Linked DNA regions of Triticum aestivum: region 2 is linked to region 1. The links are chromatin contacts, called in public Hi-C maps. All regions are on one chromosome and are shown on one strand. The core of a region is the stretch at or near the end of the contact, and the rest is flanking DNA. Distances in the headings are between cores, read along the strand shown.

The links. A called contact is a pair of places that touch in the nucleus more often than the background predicts.
Region 2: a Hi-C map of leaf shows a contact between it and region 1, with 6 times the contacts expected there. The contact joins the enhancer-like site here to the promoter of LOC123119600 in region 1. A contact is called at or near these places in 2 of 5 Hi-C or Micro-C datasets (both in leaf).

The regions. Positions count from the first base shown.
Region 1 is chr5D:84,424,578-84,428,299 of IWGSC CS RefSeq v2.1, forward strand. It overlaps LOC123119600 (nucleobase-ascorbate transporter 3), which reads right to left and starts at 1,589. Exons shown (of 15, transcript XM_044539464.1): 1 at 1,046-1,589; 2 at 152-375. The coding sequence starts at 317.
Region 2 is chr5D:84,485,212-84,488,933 of IWGSC CS RefSeq v2.1, forward strand. No RefSeq gene overlaps it. Among protein-coding and RNA genes, the nearest start is that of LOC123119600, 61 kb to the left of the region's middle. Within about 2 kb of position 1,575, at least 2 of the 8 cell types and tissues checked have an H3K27ac peak or open chromatin away from gene starts, as enhancers often do. A contact at or near this core is called in leaf, where this site is marked.

The DNA.
Region 1 (3,722 bases), core at 339-2,838:
CAAAATTAAAGATGCCTGAATCTGTAGGTAGTACTAGAAATCTGAGATTACATCGTCCTGTTTGCGCACAATCGAACTGTACACGAGGAAGCAAAAGAAAGTAAAAGCGGGCAGGGGAGTTAAAGAGGGGAGCCAGGATTGGATTCCGTACCCCAAGAAGGATTGGAGTGGACGCAGTAGTTGAGTTGGTTGAACTGCTCGTAGGGCTGGTGCATGGCGCCCGCGCCGACCGGAGCGTTCATCATGGGCTGCATCCCCATGGGCGGTGGCACGCCCACCGGCGGCGGCACCCCGGGCTGGTGGTTCATCTCGCCCATTGGATCAACACCGACTCAAGCAAGAACACTCTCTCGCCTTGGACCAGACCAGAAACTGCTGCACAGGAAGGAAAAACAATCAGGGGATGCTCTTGGGTCTTCACACCTTTGGCCCCCTTTTATGCGCGCAGTCGGGGGGCTTCGCATTGATTGCACAAATTTTTTAGCAGTGCACAAAACGGAATTTAGGGCATTTAATCAGTAGAGTAAACCAGTGCCAGGAATTGGAGGGTGGGAGTAACTACACTCCAAAGATTGCAGCTCTCGCCTCTCACAAGGGGATGAAAAAACGGCCACTTTGCCAGCAGCAGAAAGGTTGCAGAGGAGAAGAGAACACAGACACTCCAGCCTTGCAGCTGCTGCTTGTATCTTACCCTAGCTCACAAGAATTGACCACGACTCCATGGGCGACTCACTCACAAGCAAAGATGCAAATCTTGAGGGGAAAAAAGTGTAGTAGTATTATCCTACAGTTGGGAGGAAAGTGACAGGCAGAGAGAAAGAGAAACATCAACAAGATATGGCCGATGAGAGCCTCACTTGGGTGATTCCTGCAAGTTTGTCCCAAGAAGAATCTCCAAAGAAAATGCAGTGAAAAGGATGCAAGAAATAGAAAAGGCAACAAAAAGGCCTCACATCAGCACATTAAAATAAGGGACAGAAGCGAATCAAACCAAATACTACTCTGCACACGAAAAGCAGCAGGGGGCAAGAAAGAACTCACTCACCGAATTCAGAGGCTGGATTCTCTCCCACCTCCGGAAAGAAAGAGAGAAAGCGCCGGAAAATCTCCCCGGGGAGCGCAGAGAAAGGCCAAAAATTATGAGCTCCAAAAGCCTCCAGCCTTTATTTTCTTTTTTCCGTTTCTTCCTCTCCTTATCTCCTTTCTATGGCCGCCCTCCCGAGAGCAGCGCCAGCGGCAGCAGCGGCAACAGGACAAACGCGGGATTTTGTAATCTTGCGGGCAGCAGCAGAGGAAAAGGGATCGCGAGCTCGAAGGCCTCGCCTTCACTGCTGGTCTCTCTCTTCGTGAGCGCTCCGCTAATCGCACCAGCGGTAATCAGCGGAGGCGAGGGGGCGGAGAAGCTCGCTCGTGCGCCGCTAATGGAGGCCGAACAGTGCTGGCTGATGGGGCTTGGAGCCTTTGGCTGGATCTAGGTAGCTGGGGCGCATTAGAAAAATGATTGTTTTTCGAAAGTTGTATTGAATGCAACAGATTCCGAGGATGGGGAGGGGGGCTGCCGCAGCATTAAAATTGGATTGACGCGGGCGAGAGGTTCTTCTGCGCCGCTCGCTGCTTCCCCGAGTGGTGCTAGCGACTGTAGGTCCCATCACATTTGGCGGATGGGACAGCGATCTTCTACCAGGATTTTTCATCAGTCCGGATTTCTACGGTGTTGCTGCGTTCCTGGATAGACCACCTGCGAAAATCAGATTGCGCTAGAGAGCGCCTCCCGGGGCTCTTCGGGCAGTCCGATCTGCCCGGACGGCGCACCCGAATAGATGATCTCATGGGTCCATGACGGTGTACCGCGGGTGCAGCACACCCGGGTCACCGCCATGTGGTGGTTTCAGTTACCCTCGCATGCGCCCTCCCATGAGAGAAAAATAATCTGTGACGTCATAAACATCAGGTTCTTATCAGACCCTTTGCATCCATATGAAAACAACATACATTGAATTATACGCTGATTTTGTCATTTTTCTTGTACTGAAAGCAAGAGTGTCACACTCGATGACACTAGTAGATAAGACCAACAATAAGGAGCTTTTGACAAAACAGCGTCAGAAATTTCAGGTAGAGAACACGGCTTCAGATGTTGTGCAGTTTAGTTTCACTACTCAAGGTGGACGCAAAAAATTTGAGAAATGGTATAAAATATGTCCATGGTCCTTGAGTAGTGAAATTAAACTGAGCACCATCTGAACTCTTGTTCTCTAGCTGAAGCTTCTGATGTTGTTTCGCCAGGAGCTCCTCATTGTTGGTCTTGACTACTAGTGTCATCGAGTCTAGCACTCTAGCGTTCAGTACAAAAGAAGTGACAAATCGGTGTTAGATTTTATGCCTCAATCATAATCCAACGTATATTGTTTTCATATGGATGTCAAAATATCTCATAAGATCCCGATGTTCACGTCACCACGAATTCTTTTCCCCAGTGCTCCTTCTCAATCTTCTACCAGGATTTCGGTAGGAATTTCAACGATATTGCTGCATTCCTGGTACTACTACTAAAAAAAATACGTATAACTTGACTAGCACACTAGTTATGGTTGGATGAATCTTACAAGTGTTTCACAGGAATCAGCTCAATGTCTACGAGTTGGACTTTTTTATTTATTGTTTTTACTAACAAGGCATTTCTAGTTGAAAGGAAAAGCCATGTTTGAAAGACAAAAAAAAGTTCAGAATCTTGTAGATGTTGAATTGTTTCATCTAAAATCCTGTAAATATCAATAGTAGTTTCGTGTTCCTTTGAAAAGCCTATACGACTATATGAGGCACAACAATTTTGAAGGTTTTCAAATGCTCGAAATACGAAATATTACCATATTAGAATATGAACTAGGCCTTACTAGCTATTCGTTGGCTTAGTGGGGCTTCCAATTTTTTTCGATGTTTAACAAATCAAATTGTTTTGTCAAAACATTATGCATTATTCATTGCTTCATAGAAATCGATAACCAAAATACTACCATGTTGTTTAAAATCTGTAGAAAACAGATAACGTGACCATCAATTATGACTAGATGATGCTAGTAGAAAGCATGGAGCCAGTTCACATTGCCAAAATCAGATTACGCTAGAGGGCGCCTCTGGGGCTCTTCGTGTAGTCCGATCTGCCCGGACGGCGCGCACCCGAATAGATGGCCTCATGGGTCCATGACAGATGAACCGCGACGCAGCCGGGGCCACCGTCCTGTGGTGGTTTCGGCTACGCGCGCATGCGCGCGCCCTCTCATGGAGAAAAGAATTTGTGACGTTATAAACATTAAGATTTCATCAAATCTTCTATATCCATATGAAGACAATATAAGTTGAAATATTATTGGTGCACAAAGTTTGACGCCGATTTTGTCATTTTTCTTGTACTGAACACAAGAGTGGCACACTTGATGACACTCATAGTCAACACCAACAATAAGGAGCTCTTGACAAAATAACGTCAGAAACTTCAGGTACTACCTCCGTCCTGGTTTATTGGTTCTCTTCATAATTTGTATCAAATTTTGACCATAAATTTAACTAATAAAATATTAATGCATGTCATAAAAAATTATATTGTTGGATGATATAATTTTTTATGACATGCATTAACATTTTGTTAGTTAAATCTATGGTCAAAATTTGACACTAAATACAAAGAAGACAAATAAACCAGGACGGAGGTAGTAGAGAACAAG
Region 2 (3,722 bases), core at 325-2,824, 61 kb after region 1:
AGGTAGAGAAATTGACAAGCACTGATGATAAGGGATGTGGAGTAGACGCAAGGTCGAAAAGATTACCATAACACCTAATGCTAAGCTGATTGAATCATCATTCTGAAATTATATTACTACTCCATTCAATTTATATTACTTGTCGCTGCTTTAGCATAACGTTGTACTAAAGAAGTGATAGTATGGATCGAGGTCTTTAGGACATCTTCAGCGTTGACCCCCAAACCAAATACCATATCCATTCGCAGACGTTGATGTGGAGCCGGCCATCCAAAGTTATCCCCTAAATGTCCGCCAGATACGATTAATTCGAAATTCAAGCCCAAACACATAACGCCCGCCCGACCATAAAAAAAAGGCAAGTATGCATAATTTTTATTTGTCCAATCACAGAAAAATATCAGTCCGGCAGTCCGTGGAAAAATTGGATTTTTTGCCCTGCCGTACCGGCAATCCGAGCCTCCACTTTCACTCCATCGTCGCTGCCATCTCGGCCGCCTCCTTCTCAACCCTCTCCAACTGATCCTTCGTACGCTTCAACATCTTAAGACAGATGACTTGCACGTCATTCTTGCATCGCCATCCAAATTCTCCATCCTCAAGATCAACATCTTCGCGTCCTGTGAAGCAGTAGTGATCTCAATCTTTTTCTCTTCGAGCATGACCTTCTTTTCGAGTTTTATCTTCTTCTCAGCCGCCGTCATCAACATGTTAAACCTCTCGGCCTTGGATGCCTCCTTGACGTCGGAGCATTTGACGTATGCCTCTTCCTTTTCACCAAGATGTCGCCTTTGCCTGGGGTGGCGGTTTTGCCGTGTCTCCAAGTTAATCTTCCGGGTGAGCGTGATCGCTGGACCTCCACCACCGCCGTCTTCAGCGGCTTTTTTGTGCAGGTCCATGCGGCAGCGGTGAAAAAGCGCGAGAATTGGGTGGAAAGCAACGGGATGGAAGAGGAGTGTTGAGAAAGCGGGATTTTGTTGCGGAAATAGTGCGGATAGCTCCTTAGTTTTGGGTGGTCTGGGGTGTCGGAGTCCTACATGGCTCGTGTCCGGACTCCCCCAAACCCTCTTGGTTTGGTTCTGGTTTGCGGAAAAACGATGGTCCGGATTGGTCCACGGATTGATGAGGGATGCCATTGGATGGCTTGCGGAGTCCGAACAGCTAAGTGATGCGGGAGGTCTAGGGGTCGGCGTTGGAGATGCACTTAACACTTGATGGTGTTGCTACAAGGGACATGGCAAAGGAGGCTTAAAAGAGAGAGTGGTAGCAAAAGCCAATGCGCCTACCTAGCGTTTGATTGCTATGAATACAAATGCTCCTAGTGTGACAACACCTCAAAATTGGTTGGTGCGTATGTGCCTACTTAGTCTTTATTTGGTACCATCAATCGGAGATCGACATGACACTGGTGTACCCTTAAGCACTCGCAGCCACTAATTTGCCACTCACGCTGACGTGTCAAACGGTGGCATGCGCTCTGTCCAAATCAGAGAAGAAAGAGAAAGGAAAGAAACAGTGTGTGTGAAACCATGAGTCTGTGATGATACGTGTCTCTTGCGGACACGAGCTTTTAGAGCGGTCAGCGTCAGCTGTAGCCTTTCTTCTGCGCCTTTGGCAAACGTCCTTGTCTTACGTGATCTGGAGCTGGGACCTCGAAGCCGAAGGGGAAAAGATAGGGCGGCATTCAAGACCTTTTGGGCCTAATTCAAGAAGGTTCCTAGTTAAGCCTGGTACGAACTACTTACCCCCTTGGGCTGTTGGGCACCGCACCGATGTTCTTTCACTGACCTGGGGCTTTCCTAGTCCCAGAAGGGATACTTTTTTATTGCAAAATGTTCATCTTAATTCTACGTGTCACCACCACTTCTCTGTCTCGTTGTATGCCTTTCCTGAAGGCTAGGTTGAAGGGATGTACTAGTATTATGTTCTTATTATGAAAAATATGTTATTATGAAAAATATGTTCCATCCTGTATACATGACATATAGAAAGCGTTGATTATTCGTAAAGCTTGACAATGAATCTTCTTGATTGAGTTTTTTTAAGGTGATTTAAGTTTTTCTGATTTTCCAAATTCTCCAGGAACATTTTTTTAGTTGAGGGTAACCATTTTTCGCTACAGCCATTTTCGGAACAGTTAAGACTTCGAGGTAGCATTGTGAAGTGTCAATTCCGATTTAACGCTCATAGTGACAGTTTGTTGCTACAACGTTTCTTTGGCTAGTTTTCTATTTTTTTTCTTCCATTTTTCCTTTTCTTTTTCGGTTTTATGTAAAAAATGTTTTCAATGTTCTTTCCCTTTTTTTAATGTTTCTTTTTAAAAAAATATTTTATTCCCTTTTTTCGTCTCGTACTTCCCTTTCTTGTTCAGATTAAATACTAAAAAAATATAAGTGCGCTAACATAAATCTATGTCATTCCTGAACATTTTTAAAACATAATTTTTTATGAGTATGAACTTTTAGACATCATAAAAGAAGTTTTTTTAACACAGTACAAACACAAGCGCTCATATATACGCGCATATACACACCCCTATGAACGCACACACGCACACCCTACCCCTACGAGCACCTTCGAGAGACTGAGCTGGCATATCATCTTGAGATTTACGAAGTCTCCCACTGAAAGTGCATTTCGAAAATCCTGAAATAAATTCAGGAGTAATGCGAGCACCAGGATTTGAGCCCTGGTGGGCGGGGAATACCATTGTCCCTCCTATTTCAACTTGTTTTATGATGTCTGCGAATCAACCTGGTGGGCTGACCCTTGTAGCAACATGTAGTACCCTAGGCGAGCACTTATTCTAGACTTCATAGCATAAATAAACTTATTCTAGGCTTCATGATTTTTAGCGCTCAAAATCTAAAGAACGGTAGTTCTACTATTGTATTCAGCGCTTTTTATTTTAGTCAGATTATTGTCCCTTTTTATATCAACTGGTGTTTTCTACTTTAGAAAATCTCCAAGAATTTTAAAATATTCATGATTTTTTGAACTCTATTTTCTATAAAAAATTAATGAATTTCAAAGACTGTCCATTAATTTTTAAGAAAAATGTCATGGATTTTTCAAACTCATTATGAATTTAAGAAGTTATCCCTATATTTATAAATCATAAACTAAAAAATGGTTCTGAATTTCTGAAATATGTTTCTTAAACTTAGAAAATATTCAGCTGCTTTAATAAAAATAATAATTTTTAAATTATGACCATGGATTAAAAAAAATTAAAAAGTAATAAATAAAAATAAGTAAATAGAAAAAGAAAAGGTAAATAAATGAAAATATTAAACCAGCAAAAACTAGTAGGCAAAGTAACAAATAAAAACTCAAATAAATAGCTCATAGAGATATATGTGAAAAACCAAACATAAAGCAATGGCAAAGTGTATAAAGCTCGTGGGAAATAAAATAACACCAAAACTAATAGAAAAATAATCTATTTTTAAAATTGGTTAAAGAATTTGGGACCGATTACTTTTCATGGTATGCAATTTGTATGCCGAGAGTACCGTTCTAGGCTATGAGAAAATTACTACGGCTGTTGTATCCCTTTGCATCTCATTATTCGAAATTTGAGACGGAGGTAATACTATATATATGAAATAAAGGTGCGATGTTTATCTAAAAAAAAGGGAATTCCATCGCAAGCGACGAATAGAAGCTCCCAGTGGGAACATGTGAGGCCATTCATACATCGTATGACCACTTGGATTTAC